2 separate regions of the Mus musculus genome follow, and region 2 is linked to region 1. The links are chromatin contacts, called in public Micro-C maps. All regions are on one chromosome and are shown on one strand. Each heading gives the region's core, a stretch centred on a gene start, on an enhancer-like site or on the middle of the called end of the contact. The rest is flanking DNA. Distances are from core to core; before and after follow the strand shown. Region 1 has its middle 16 kb from the start of Gpr65. Region 2 has its middle 110 kb from the start of Gpr65.

The links. Hi-C and Micro-C count contacts between places; a contact is called where the count stands out from the background.
Region 2: a contact with region 1 is called in a Micro-C map of macrophages, with 5 times the contacts expected there. The contact joins two enhancer-like sites. A contact is called at or near these places in 1 of 39 promoter capture datasets (embryonic stem cells), 1 of 15 datasets of contacts at CTCF or cohesin (the NIH/3T3 cell line), 3 of 484 Hi-C or Micro-C datasets (bone marrow-derived macrophages, macrophages and nephron progenitors) and 1 of 115 datasets of contacts at active chromatin or transcription factors (bone marrow-derived macrophages).

Annotation. Positions count from the first base shown.
Region 1 is chr12:98,281,512-98,287,493 of GRCm38.p6, forward strand. No RefSeq gene overlaps it. Among named protein-coding and RNA genes, the nearest start is that of Gpr65, 16 kb to the left of the region's middle. Within about 2 kb of position 2,115, at least 137 of the 459 cell types and tissues checked have an H3K27ac peak or open chromatin away from gene starts, as enhancers often do. A contact at or near this core is called in bone marrow-derived macrophages and macrophages, where this site is marked.
Region 2 is chr12:98,373,151-98,378,905 of GRCm38.p6, forward strand. No RefSeq gene overlaps it. Among named protein-coding and RNA genes, the nearest start is that of Gpr65, 110 kb to the left of the region's middle. Within about 2 kb of position 2,266, at least 38 of the 459 cell types and tissues checked have an H3K27ac peak or open chromatin away from gene starts, as enhancers often do. A contact at or near this core is called in bone marrow-derived macrophages and macrophages, where this site is marked.

The DNA.
Region 1 (5,982 bases), core at 865-3,364:
TTAACAGCCTTTGCTGTACAACTCAAAAGACCTGAGTTTGAATCCTTGCACCCATGTAATATGTCAGGTGTGGTTTCATGTGTGCTTGGAATGCTGATGTTGCAGCAAGGTTGGAAATAAGTGGACCACTGAGACTGAAACACACAGGCTCCAGATGCAGGGAGACCATGCTTTGAAGGGATAAAGCAGAAAGTGAGAGACGAGGATCCCCAGTGTCTTCTGGCTTCTTTGCACTCATGCTCAGACACATACTCTTACAGACACCACACAAATATCTCTTACACACATACACACACACACACACACACACTAACAAACTTCATGTACACTAGAAATAGATGAATGAACTACGGCCTCCATGTTGTTCAATTCCAGCTTTCAAATAAAAATATACACCTCATTAATTGGGAAATGTGAGCTATTTCAAAAATCCAAAACCAAGACATTTTTCTAACTTTACCATGCCATGAAAATATTTCCAGATCTTAGTATTTTAAAGTTCTTGGATATTTGACTGAGCCTATAAATATCCTTCTAAAAGAATTCATTTCAGAATCATCCTAAAATTTCTGATCCTGTCTCCAAGACTTGCTGACACTAAGATGTGGCTGATGGCAACTGAAAGCTGTGGTTGGAATTTCAGAATAGCTCCTACCTTCACCTGGATGATCTCATGAGTTGTTACAATTATTGTGGAGTAAGGATAATGATTCAGTTTCAATTGCTCTCTCTCTCTCTCTCTCTCTCTCTCTCTCTCTGTGTGTGTGTGTGTGTGTGTGTGTGTGTGTATGTGTGTGTGTATGTGTGTGTGTGTTGGCATGATTCCAAAATCCTTTATGGATATTCACATTTAAGCTGAAAGTTTTTTATGAAAATATCTTTATTGCTTTTTTAAATGTCCCACTACTTGATTTAAAAATCATGATAGTGTCTTTTTCACAAGCTTTACAAATTACAGGAAAAAAATGATTTTCTCCTTCTGTATGGAAATTTCATTTCCAATAGACAGGGTTCTGTCCCGGTTGAAGCCTGGCAGGAAGGGGGGAATAAACAAGACTAAGGATGGCTGGGGCTCTCTCCTTACAGCTGAAGCTCAGGCTCCTCTGAGGGAGACTCAGCCTGTGTAGCCCTGTGGCCCACTGAGGCAGGCCTCTGCCATGAAGGTCTCCGGGCCGCTGAAAGCCTAGAGTGTTGTACATCAAGGTAGCTTTGAGGGAATGAGGACCCTAGCGAGCCTATGGCTTGGACCCCTCTTGAGCTGAAAGTTGTAAAGATCACAAGGAAAATAAGTTTGAAATAATTTTCCCTCTAGAAGACCTCGACGTCTTTACTGTCTGTCGGAGTAAAGTAGTAGAGGCGTGCCCGATGATTCAGTTCTCTAGCCTTGGGAGTAGTGGGCGTGCTCAGCATGGAATCCCAACCACCAGCCTGACTCAGGAAAACTGTTTTTCCTTTGCCTGCCTATGTATGTCTGTGCATTATACATGTGTGCCTGGTGCCTGAGTAAAATCAGATCCCCCGGAATTAGACTCACAGATGACTGTGAGCTGAGAAACGCACCCTCTGGAAGAGCAGCCAGTGCTCTTAAATCTGTGAACCATTCCTCTGACACCCCCTCCTGATTTTTAATAGTCCACAGACCCATGAAATTCATTGTAGCTTACATGGTGGCATCAGGCTCTGTTGGTAACACACACACACACACACACACACACACACACACACACACAATTGCATTATCTTTGTCAGCTATAGCTTCCAGACCACATGCTGACCTATGGGAAATTCCACTTCAGTCATTACTGAACTGTCCTTCCTCTTTGAGGTTTACACCAGAGTAAGCGAGATTTACAAAATGCTAAATAAAAACGAAGAGGGGGGCGTTTGGTTTGTTTCCTCCTGTACTATCACCGCGACAATGAACTTTAGTTTTTAGTGACCCTGTAAGTATCTCTGGTATTTCCTACCTCCCCGAATACCAGGGCAAGGGGCTCACTGGCAAAATTGGGTAGGAGCCAGGGCACAGACACATTCCTGTGAGTCGTGTAGCTCTGCTTACCAAAGAGACGCTTCTTTGGGGATGACTAAAGGCCGCAAGTATGGTTTTAGCTCAAGGGATGGAATATGCAGTTAGTTGCTAAATTAGTCAGCTTAGTCTCCTGGCTGCAATGAGTGGCTCAGTGGTAGGTATGTGACTTGAGCTGCTTACATGCCCAAAAGGCTCTTTCTCTGCCTCCTGGTGGTGATACAATGTGCCACAAAGATGCCTGAAATATTTGTGGTCAGTTTGTTACCAGGAAGTAGCAACAAGTAGAAGAGAAGAAAGCTTAAAGAACCTGAAACCTCTGGATATGGCAATCACTAGATGGTCCATCCTTTCGTCACACTTCCAGATTTTGTCTCTGTAACTCCTTCCATGGGTGTTTTGTTTCCTATTCTAAGAAGGGGCAAAGTGTCCACACTTTGGTCTTCGTTCTCTTGAGTTTAATGTTTTTAGCAAATTATATGTTATATCTTGGGTATCCTAAGTTTCTGGGCTAATATCCACTTATCAGTGAGTACATATTGTGAGAGTTCCTTTGTGATTGGGTTACCTCACATCCAGAGATCCATCCCATGATCAGCTTCCAAACGCTGACACCATTGTATACACTAGCAAGATTTTGCTGAAAGGACCCAGATATAGCTGTCTCTTGTGAGACTATGCCAGGGCCTAGCAAACACAGAAGTGGATGCTCACAGTCAGCTATTGAATGGACCACAGGGCCCCCAATGGAGGAACTAGAGAAAGCACCCAAGGAACTAAAGGGAACTGCAACCCTATAGGTGGAACAACAATATGAACTAAGCAGTACCCCGGAGCTCTTGTCTCTAGCTGCATATGTATCAAAAGATGGCCTAGTCGGCCATCACTGCAAAGAGAGGCCCATTGGACTTGCAAACTTTATATGCCCCAGTACAGGGGAATGCCAGGGCCAAAAAGGGGGAGTGGGTGGGTAGGGGAGTGGGGGGGGGTTATGGGGGACTTTTGGTATAGCATTGGAAATGTAAATGAGCTAAATACCTTAAAAAAAAAAAAGAACCTGAAACCTGACACTGACTCCTAAAGTGGTGAGTCTCGGCATAGGATAATTGTATGAACCAAACAGACCTCTTCATTTAACCCAATCTGAGTCAGATTTTCCCTAGTGGAAATTGGAACATGGAAGTGAGGCGATGTTATAGTGTCTCATTGTTGAATAAGCAGGGCAGGTGAGGTCCAAATGAGAGAGAAACAAGGACACCTCTAACTCATAAAGTTAGCAGCCCTCATTAAGACTCATTAACTGACGTCCTGGAAGAACCCTTACTAAACCTTTGCCTTTGATATCCTGGATATTACGGTTTGAATGTGAAATCTCTCACACAGGCTCGGGCGTCTGAGCATGGTGGTGGTGTTACTTTGGTAGTTTGTGGAACTACTTGGATATAAGGTCCTCAGCTGATGGCTCTGTTTTTGGTAGTTTGCGGGACCTTTAGGATACAAGGCCTACCTATTGAAGTATATCACTAGGATAAATCCTTGAAGGTTATATCTGTTAAGGTCTAGGTAAAATATTAAGTCTTAGAAGGAATGTTAAAGCCGAGGTAACAATTACCTGGCTAGTCTGCCATTTTGTGCTGTTGCTAATATTATAAGGCAATTCTCTCATATGTTGTTTCTGCTGTTACTAGGAAACTCTCTCATGCCTAAGTTGGTTACACATTCTGTTATGTTCTGTGCTCTTGGAAACCAATCTCCATAGAAGTCAATAGAACTGCTTTTGTATAGTTACCCACAAGAAGCTCGGACCCAAACCAACCACCCAGTAGCACTTCCTGCACCTGTGGAAGCTTTTACGGTATTTGCTTTGTAAACTGCCCCTGGGATAAACCCAGTATAGGAGAGACATGTGCACCAATATAGGAAACTATTTGAAATAAGACTTCCATTTTGAGTAGGGGTCATATAAAGTTTAAGTTCCCAAGACCTCCTGGAAACTGACACTGTATTTGGCAGAAAAAGACTATATATACCTGGGGTAACTGACATCCTGGTTGGCAACTTAAGACATGAATGTCATCATGGTTAACCAATTGAGACATGAATGTTAAACAAGGTAAGTCCCCTGCCACAGTTAAATACCCCAACCACTGGGAACAGTAGAAGTGTACAACACAGAGTCTCCTATCCCTAAATTCTTATTGGTAGAATAGCTTAACACAGATATTTGTGGAATTTAGGCTTAAAAACCCTGTAGGATCTTAACTTAGTGTCACAGTTCAGCTCCTGAGTCTGGACCATGGCCTTGACAGATGAGTCCTAGGGTTTGTGCTCAATAAACGCTCCCTGTCTGACTGAGATCGGTGTTTGTGTGGTTTCTGTGGCAACTCCTGAACCCCCAACAATGTCTGCCCTAGGTTTAGGCATGAATGTTCTTTTCCTGGGCCATCACAATGAAAGGCTCTGAATTAAGGTGAAATTTTATATTGTCTATATTAAAAATAAAGCAGAGTTGGGAGGATGAGCCAGGGGTACTTGCTATGCAAGTATGAGGACTAGAGTTCAGGTCCTCAGAAGCCACAGAGAAGCCAGATATGCATATAGTAGCCTCATGAAACCCTAGCAAAGACAAGGCTAGCTAACTAGACTAGCTGGAATCGGACAGCTCTGGGTTCAACAAGAGATCCTGCCTGAAAAAATAAAGTGGAGAACCATCAAGGAATACATCTGATGTCAATTTCAGGCTTCCACATACATGGAGACACACATGCTCATGGGTGTGAACCAACCCCGCAGGTATGCTTGGAGAGAGAGAGGGGGGGTGCTGGCAGAAAGATGACAGACAGACAGAACCACACACATCATATGAAAACATTATAGGCTCTGGAATACAAATAGAATTGACTCCACCGTTCACATGGTACATCGGGGCTTCTTTGTGATCTGAGATGCGGAGAGCCACAGATTATTCATTTACACATGAGGTGCCCATTCCCTAGGTCTGTGTGAGTCAGGAAAGTGAACTGATCTCAAGCATGAAGGTGCTCATCACTCTCTTCCGGGAAAATATGTAAGATAACCAGCTAATAACTTGGAGCTAGTATTGCACCAATGGGGATATCTTGCCAAGTCAGTCATTATGGTAGCCCTTAGGGCAGACTTCTGGGTAAGACTCAGGCTCTTTCAGTAACGTTCACAGCATCTACCAGCTCTATGAAAGCTAGCCAGTAGGAATGGAGCTTCCAGGTGGGTACCAGCTTGATTTCTCTATGTTCCGTGACTTAAGAATGTGGTGTCTTCAGCAACAGAGTCTTAACATCAAACTCTGGAAGGTTACTAAGAGTAAAGGCAATAGCCTGTCATGTTTTTTGGAGTCTATAAGATGTCACTGAGCAACAACTTCAAGAGAGATAACATATTTCTGGCAGTGAGCTTTTTATTTGTCAGCCTGTGGTGTTGAGTAGGTTCTTTAGAACCCATTACAGGGTAACACATTCAAATTCTCTTTATACGTGCATGTGTATGTGTTTTTAGGAAGTGTCTATAGTAATAAATTACCTTTTTAGAGAGGTCTCTAGTGTTTGTGATTCCATCCATTTATTCCAGTGGTTCTCAACCCCACAGGGGTCACACATCAGATATCCTGCATATCAGATATTCATGATACCATTTATAACAGTAGCAAACCACAGTTATGAAGTAGCAACAAAATAATGTTATGGCTTGGGGGTAACTAACGATATAAGGAGCTGTATTAAAGGGAGGCAGCATTAGGAAGGCTGAGAGCCATGGGTCAGTTTCCTCCTCGCCTCTGTCCTCCCTAAGCTACCCCAATTTAACCCTGTTTATTACATTATTCCCTTTAATTTTTTATACCACCTCCCCTGTTATATCTCACCTCCCCTGAAATCCCACCTTCAACCCCTGTTACTAAATTCCCGACCTCTATGGATATTTCA
Region 2 (5,755 bases), core at 1,016-3,515, 92 kb after region 1:
TCCCCTGCCTTTTTATCTAGCTAGTAAATATTCTTGGGTGAAAACCCTAATTAACATTGCAATGGAGGATAATGATTTTTGTCAAAGGATTAATGTTGCATAGAATAAAGGCATTTCAATGATACAGTGCATTTAGTTTTCTGACTGCACACATGAGCTCACCTTCCGCCAGCATCCGGTTCTTTTTTCTGTGACATAGCGGGAAATATTAGTCCACAACAATAGCTCATTTGTTCATAATTGACTGTGCTTCCTGGATTCCATGATGTGACGTGCTAGGCTCCATCCTCTGTTACAATAGACTGAAAATTTGGGAACTTCAACACGCAGCTTTTGTGAGGTCATTGTTGGAGACTTTGCAATGATGTTGCTATCCGGGAGTCACTCATGCCCTTGTAAGTAACCCCTCACCCATGCAGGCTCTGTAAGGTGACCCCAGTGAGAAGAAACAGTGTCCTACCCTAAGGACAAGACCCCAGTCTCGAAAGCTTCAAATTCATCTACAGTTTTGATAAGCTAGCACTTCCTCTGGCAGTTGGCTCCACAATGGAGGGGAAAACCTTTTGATCACTATGACTTGGAGGTCAGTCACTGGACACTACCTCAAACATTTCTTTAAAACTTAGCTCCCTTAAGGGCACTGAGAATAAGAGACACCCATATGTCCAGGGGGCAGAGAGGCAGAACTGGATAGCAGGTTCTGCACATGAAATTAGGCTTTCTTTCTCCCTTCTCATCTCTAGGATGGGAATCTGTTGGGAGAGTGGGAAGACTCCATGCTAACAAGTTAAAAAGAGCCAACAGGTGGAGGTATGGCTCAGGCAGGCAGCAACCTGCCCTTGATGCTGCAAGCAGATTGCGTTAACCTAGAGTGAATCTGGACTCTGGTATTCCTAAACCTAAGGTCAGAGAGTAGGTCAGCCTCTGGAGTCTCCTGCTTGCTCTCACAGCTCTAGAATCCAAAAGCCATAAGCCCACAGCAGGCTCCTTGACATCTACACCCAGCAGGGTGATTAGTGCTTAGTGGGTTTTGAAAACACTGAGACTGGGTCTTCAGGCTCCTGCAGATCTCACTGCTGTGCTTGCTTTCTCTAGTCCCAGGGAGACAGAGTCTGGGTGATCCTGAAATGTGGGTACCCCAGCCCAATCCATAGGCTGGAAAGCTGAATGTAACCATCTGGTCTCTGGTACACACAGGGAAAAGATCTCTGGCAAACACCAAACATTTGTCCAGTACAGGCTCAACACCAGCATAAATCATAGGAAAGACAAAGAGTACCCAGGTTTATTCAAACCTCTCCCCCATTGTGCATATAACTGGCAGGATCCAATTTTCAAAGGTTCATAAAGAAGCTACACTAACCCACAGTGCTATCTCTCTTGCTTTTTCTTTTCTTTTCTTTTCTTTTCTTTTCTTTTCTTTTCTTTTCTTTTCTTTTCTTTTCTTTTCTTTTTTGGTTTTTCAAGACAGGGTTTCTCTGTGTAGCCCCGGCTAACCTGGAACTCACTCTGTAGACCAGGCTGACCTTGAACTCAGAAATCTGCTTGCCTCTGCCTCCCAAGTGCTGAGATTAAAGGCGTGCACCACCACTGCCCGGCCTGTGATTTTTAACTGCACGCCCAGAACTGATTTTACTTGATATTTCTCTTAGTATATTCATCTTTACAAATATTACATATTTTTACTTGAGAGCTTTGTACAACATGCTTAGATCATAGTCACATTTACCCCTCCTCCAACTTATCACAGATTCATTCCGCCCTTCCCTACCAATCCTGTGTTACATCTTTTAATCCTACAAGACCATTTTGTAGTGGCCAAATATTCTTGGGTGTGTGTCCTTCTACTAGAGAGTGGTCCACTTGCCAGGGGCTACGCCATTAGAAAAAGCTGTCTCTCCTTCTAGTCCCTAACAATTGCCTGTAGCTCTACAGCTAGGGATAGGATGGTGTGCCCAACTCTCCATGCTGGGCTATCATCTGGCTTGGATTTACACTGGTTTTGTGCACTCGGCTCCAACTGCTGTGCATTCATATCTGTTACAGCCATGCTGTGTCTAGAATCTGTTTTCTTGTAGCCATCCATCACCTGTGCTTCTATACTCTTTTGGCCCCCTCTTCCCTGAGCCTTTGGAAGAGTGTATATATACATGTTCCTTTAGAGATGACAATTTCACAGTCTTTTTTTCTTCTGCAGCTTGGCTAGCTGTGGGTCACTGTGTTAAATATGTAATTAGGAAACCTTTATTTCCCCTTTTTATTGCCTAATATGTTCTAATTTTGTGCAATGTGTTTTGGTCATATTCACAGCTTCCACCTCTTTCCAGATCTACTCGCTTCCCCGGCCACTCAATTTTGTGTCCTTTTTAAAATTGATCACTACCAATTTGTACTGTCCAAATATTTTTTGGACTTGTGGCTACACTGGGATGTAGCCAACTTACAAGGAGCTGCTCTCAGAGTAGCTGATCCTCTCCCCGCAGCTATCAACTGCAAATAACTCCTCAGCTAGAAGTGGGACTTGGTGCCCAGTTCCCCTCTCCACACGGGTTCCTCTCTCTTGAGCTTGTGTCAGTCTTGTGTGTGTCACAATCACTGTGAGGCTCACAGTGCAGCTGCCCTGCTGTGTTCAGAAGATGCTGATTTCTGTTCCCATATAGTCATCTACTGCTTCGGCCTCCTCTTCCAAAACAAACCCTGAGCTCTGGGAGAAGGCAGTACTGCATAGATGTTCTCTTTAGGACTAAACGTTCTACCGTCTCTTGTTCCCTACAGCCTGCCCAGTTATGTATCTCTGTGTCAATCACCATTCACAGCTCTGATGGGAATTAAGAGATGCATTGATGACAAGTAATTAGGAGTTGGCTTAATGTGTCCATTTAGCAGAGTAACAGTAATAGGTTCCTCCTAGTAACCATGACCCACCTACCTATAGGTTCCTGGCCTGGTCATCAAGACAGGTATGGTCTTCACCTTATAGAGTGGGGCTTAAATCCAATTGCAAAGTAGTTACTCCCATGATGTTCAAGGCACTATTACACTGGCATCAACTTTTAAAGTGAATAATAGAACAGGTAGTGTTAAATTGAGATGGCAAAGGGGTAACAGGGTAGAAGGAATACAAAGAGGGGTAAACACTAAAAAGGGTATACGGAAACCCACTGCCATAAAAACTCTCTCCTCTCTCTCTCTCTCTCTCTCTCTCTCACACACACAGTTAAAATGGAGTTACCCTATAATATGATATATGATATATATAATATATATTATATAATTATGTGATATATGATAGACATATCAATGCCCTGTCTAGACACCAAGAATAGCAAATAGCCAGGAACGGGCTCCTTCTTTTGTAGTTCCCTGTTGGCCAGTGAGGCCCAAAGACCCCTGAACATTACAGGCAACTGCCAATGCTCTTCAGCACCTGATGGCAAGATGCTAGTGCTGAAGACACTACATACTGGAATCACAGAGCACGGCAAAAAAACAGCTGGTGCTCATCCGGATGCTGTATCCCTAGTAGCTTTCATGGCACTGGAAGGTGCTGTGCACGCTACCAGAAGATGAAAGGACGTGTCCATCTTATCCAGCCATGAACCTGGGAGCTACAATGGCTGGCCTGACAAGACACACCCACTGGTGTAATAGTGGGTTACTTTTTAAAATTTGACTTGTGTTTCCCCCTTTTCAATTTCTGAACTTTTAGCAATATTTTTGAATTATCTTAATGGGTTTTGAAGAATATTTTAGAACCTTTAGAATTCTCCCTCACATTGTTATATTTGAGTGTTTTCATTATTGGGCACTTGTTTATGTTTTAGACTTTTTCCCCTTTCCTCTAACGTTCTCCTCCATCCCTCTTCTCTTTTCCCGTCTTTCATTCGCCAGTCATCTCCTCTGTCCCATCTCCCTGCCTTTTCCCTTTATCTATTGTTTCTGTGTGTACCCTAAATAAACTTGAACTTCATCGCACTCTACGTTCATTTGTTCTTTTCTGTTCTACGGTCAGGTGCAGACTTACTCAGCTTTAATTCTTCTAACATATGTTTCTATATCTTGCACAGTTTAATGTCATTGTGGTCATAGCAATTTTCTCTGTCCTTTCTGATAGATACCTTTCTGACCTGAACAGTAGACTGCTCCATGAGAACCTCCCAAAGTAAAACTGTCCAGACAGACTGTAAGTCACCACACAGAATATTACAAAGGTGACTCTAGCGCTAAAATCAATCAAGAAGCTGAGGAGGAGGATAACCCTGTAGGAGGACCAGCAGTCTCAACAAACCTGGACTCCTGAGCTCTCTCAGACACTGGGCCACCAACCTGGCAGTGTACACTAACTGATATGAGGCCCCAACACATATACAGCAGAGGACTGTCGGGTATCGACTCAGTCAAAGAAGATCCACCTAACCCCCAAGAGACTTGAGGCTCCAGGGAGTTTAGAGGTCTGGTGGGGTGTGAGGGTCAGAAGTCAGGGTGGGGGGTATCCTCATAGAGACGGGGTGGAGAGGAGGTATGGGATGTGGAACAGTCAGAGGGTGGACTGGGAGAGGGATAAAATCTGGACTGTAAAAAAGATTAAATAAAATTAAACAATAAAAAATTTAAAAATTAAAAAAATAAAACTTTAAAGACACTTACCATAGAACTAGGGGGAAATCCTAAAACGTGTATGGGAGCACAAAAGAATCTGAATAGAGAAAGTGAGAAGGTGGCTCTAAGAAGAAAGAGAAATATTAGAGATGTCCAAAACCTCAATGTCAAAATATGTTTCTAAGCCACAGAAACTAAACATGTGCTGCTAACATTGACATTTTTGGTAATTATGTGTGTGTGTGTGTGTGTGTGTGTGTGCGTGTGCGTGTGCGTGTGTGTGTGTATCTGTGAGTGTACATTTAAAGAGTAGTGCTACATATTTAGTTCATTTCAGTTTATTAAAAATATCCATTTAGTGAGCAAAGACATCAAGTCATTAAATCAGACTATTAGAAAAAGAATGACTTAACGTTTTTGCCAAATAAGTGTAGTCATTAAAAACCATGATGGCAAAATCCTGAATCACTGTTTGCAAAACCTTACCCTAAATTACTAAAAGCTGTCAAGACTCCACACAAAAAGTCATTATAAACCATTCCCACTATATAATTATGAATTTTGTTATAAAATGGAGAATAAATTTGATATTTTCCAGATATTAACTTCTAACAGTATAAAATTCTGTATTGGAATTAAACATATCCTTTTTTTAAAAATAATATTTTTTATTACGTATTTTCCTCAATTACATTTCCAATGCTATCCCAAAAATAACAGATATCCTTTTATCAGGTCAAAGTTGGGATAATTTCTTTGCCAGGTGGACGTGCAAACATTTGGTTTTGAGCAGTTCACAGGAACTTCTCTGATGCAATGTTTCTATACAGTGTACTCCCAGGCCAGCTGCTACTTACGGTTTAGATACAAAGTATTCCCCACACCCCTTCCAAGCTCATGTCTCCAGTATGTGGCATTAAGAGACTCCAGACACTTTAGAAGGTGGAGCCTAGTTATAAGATTAGATCATTGGGGTCATATTCTTGGGAGCTGTGTCAGGTCCCCCCCTCCTCCCTCCCCCCTCCTCCCTCCCCCTCCCTCCTCCTCCTCCTCCTCCTCCTCCTCCTCCTCCTCCTCCTCCTCCTTCTTCTTCTCTCTCTCTCTCTCTCTCTCTCTCTCTCTCTCTCTCTCTCTCTCTCTCTCTCTGAAAACTCCA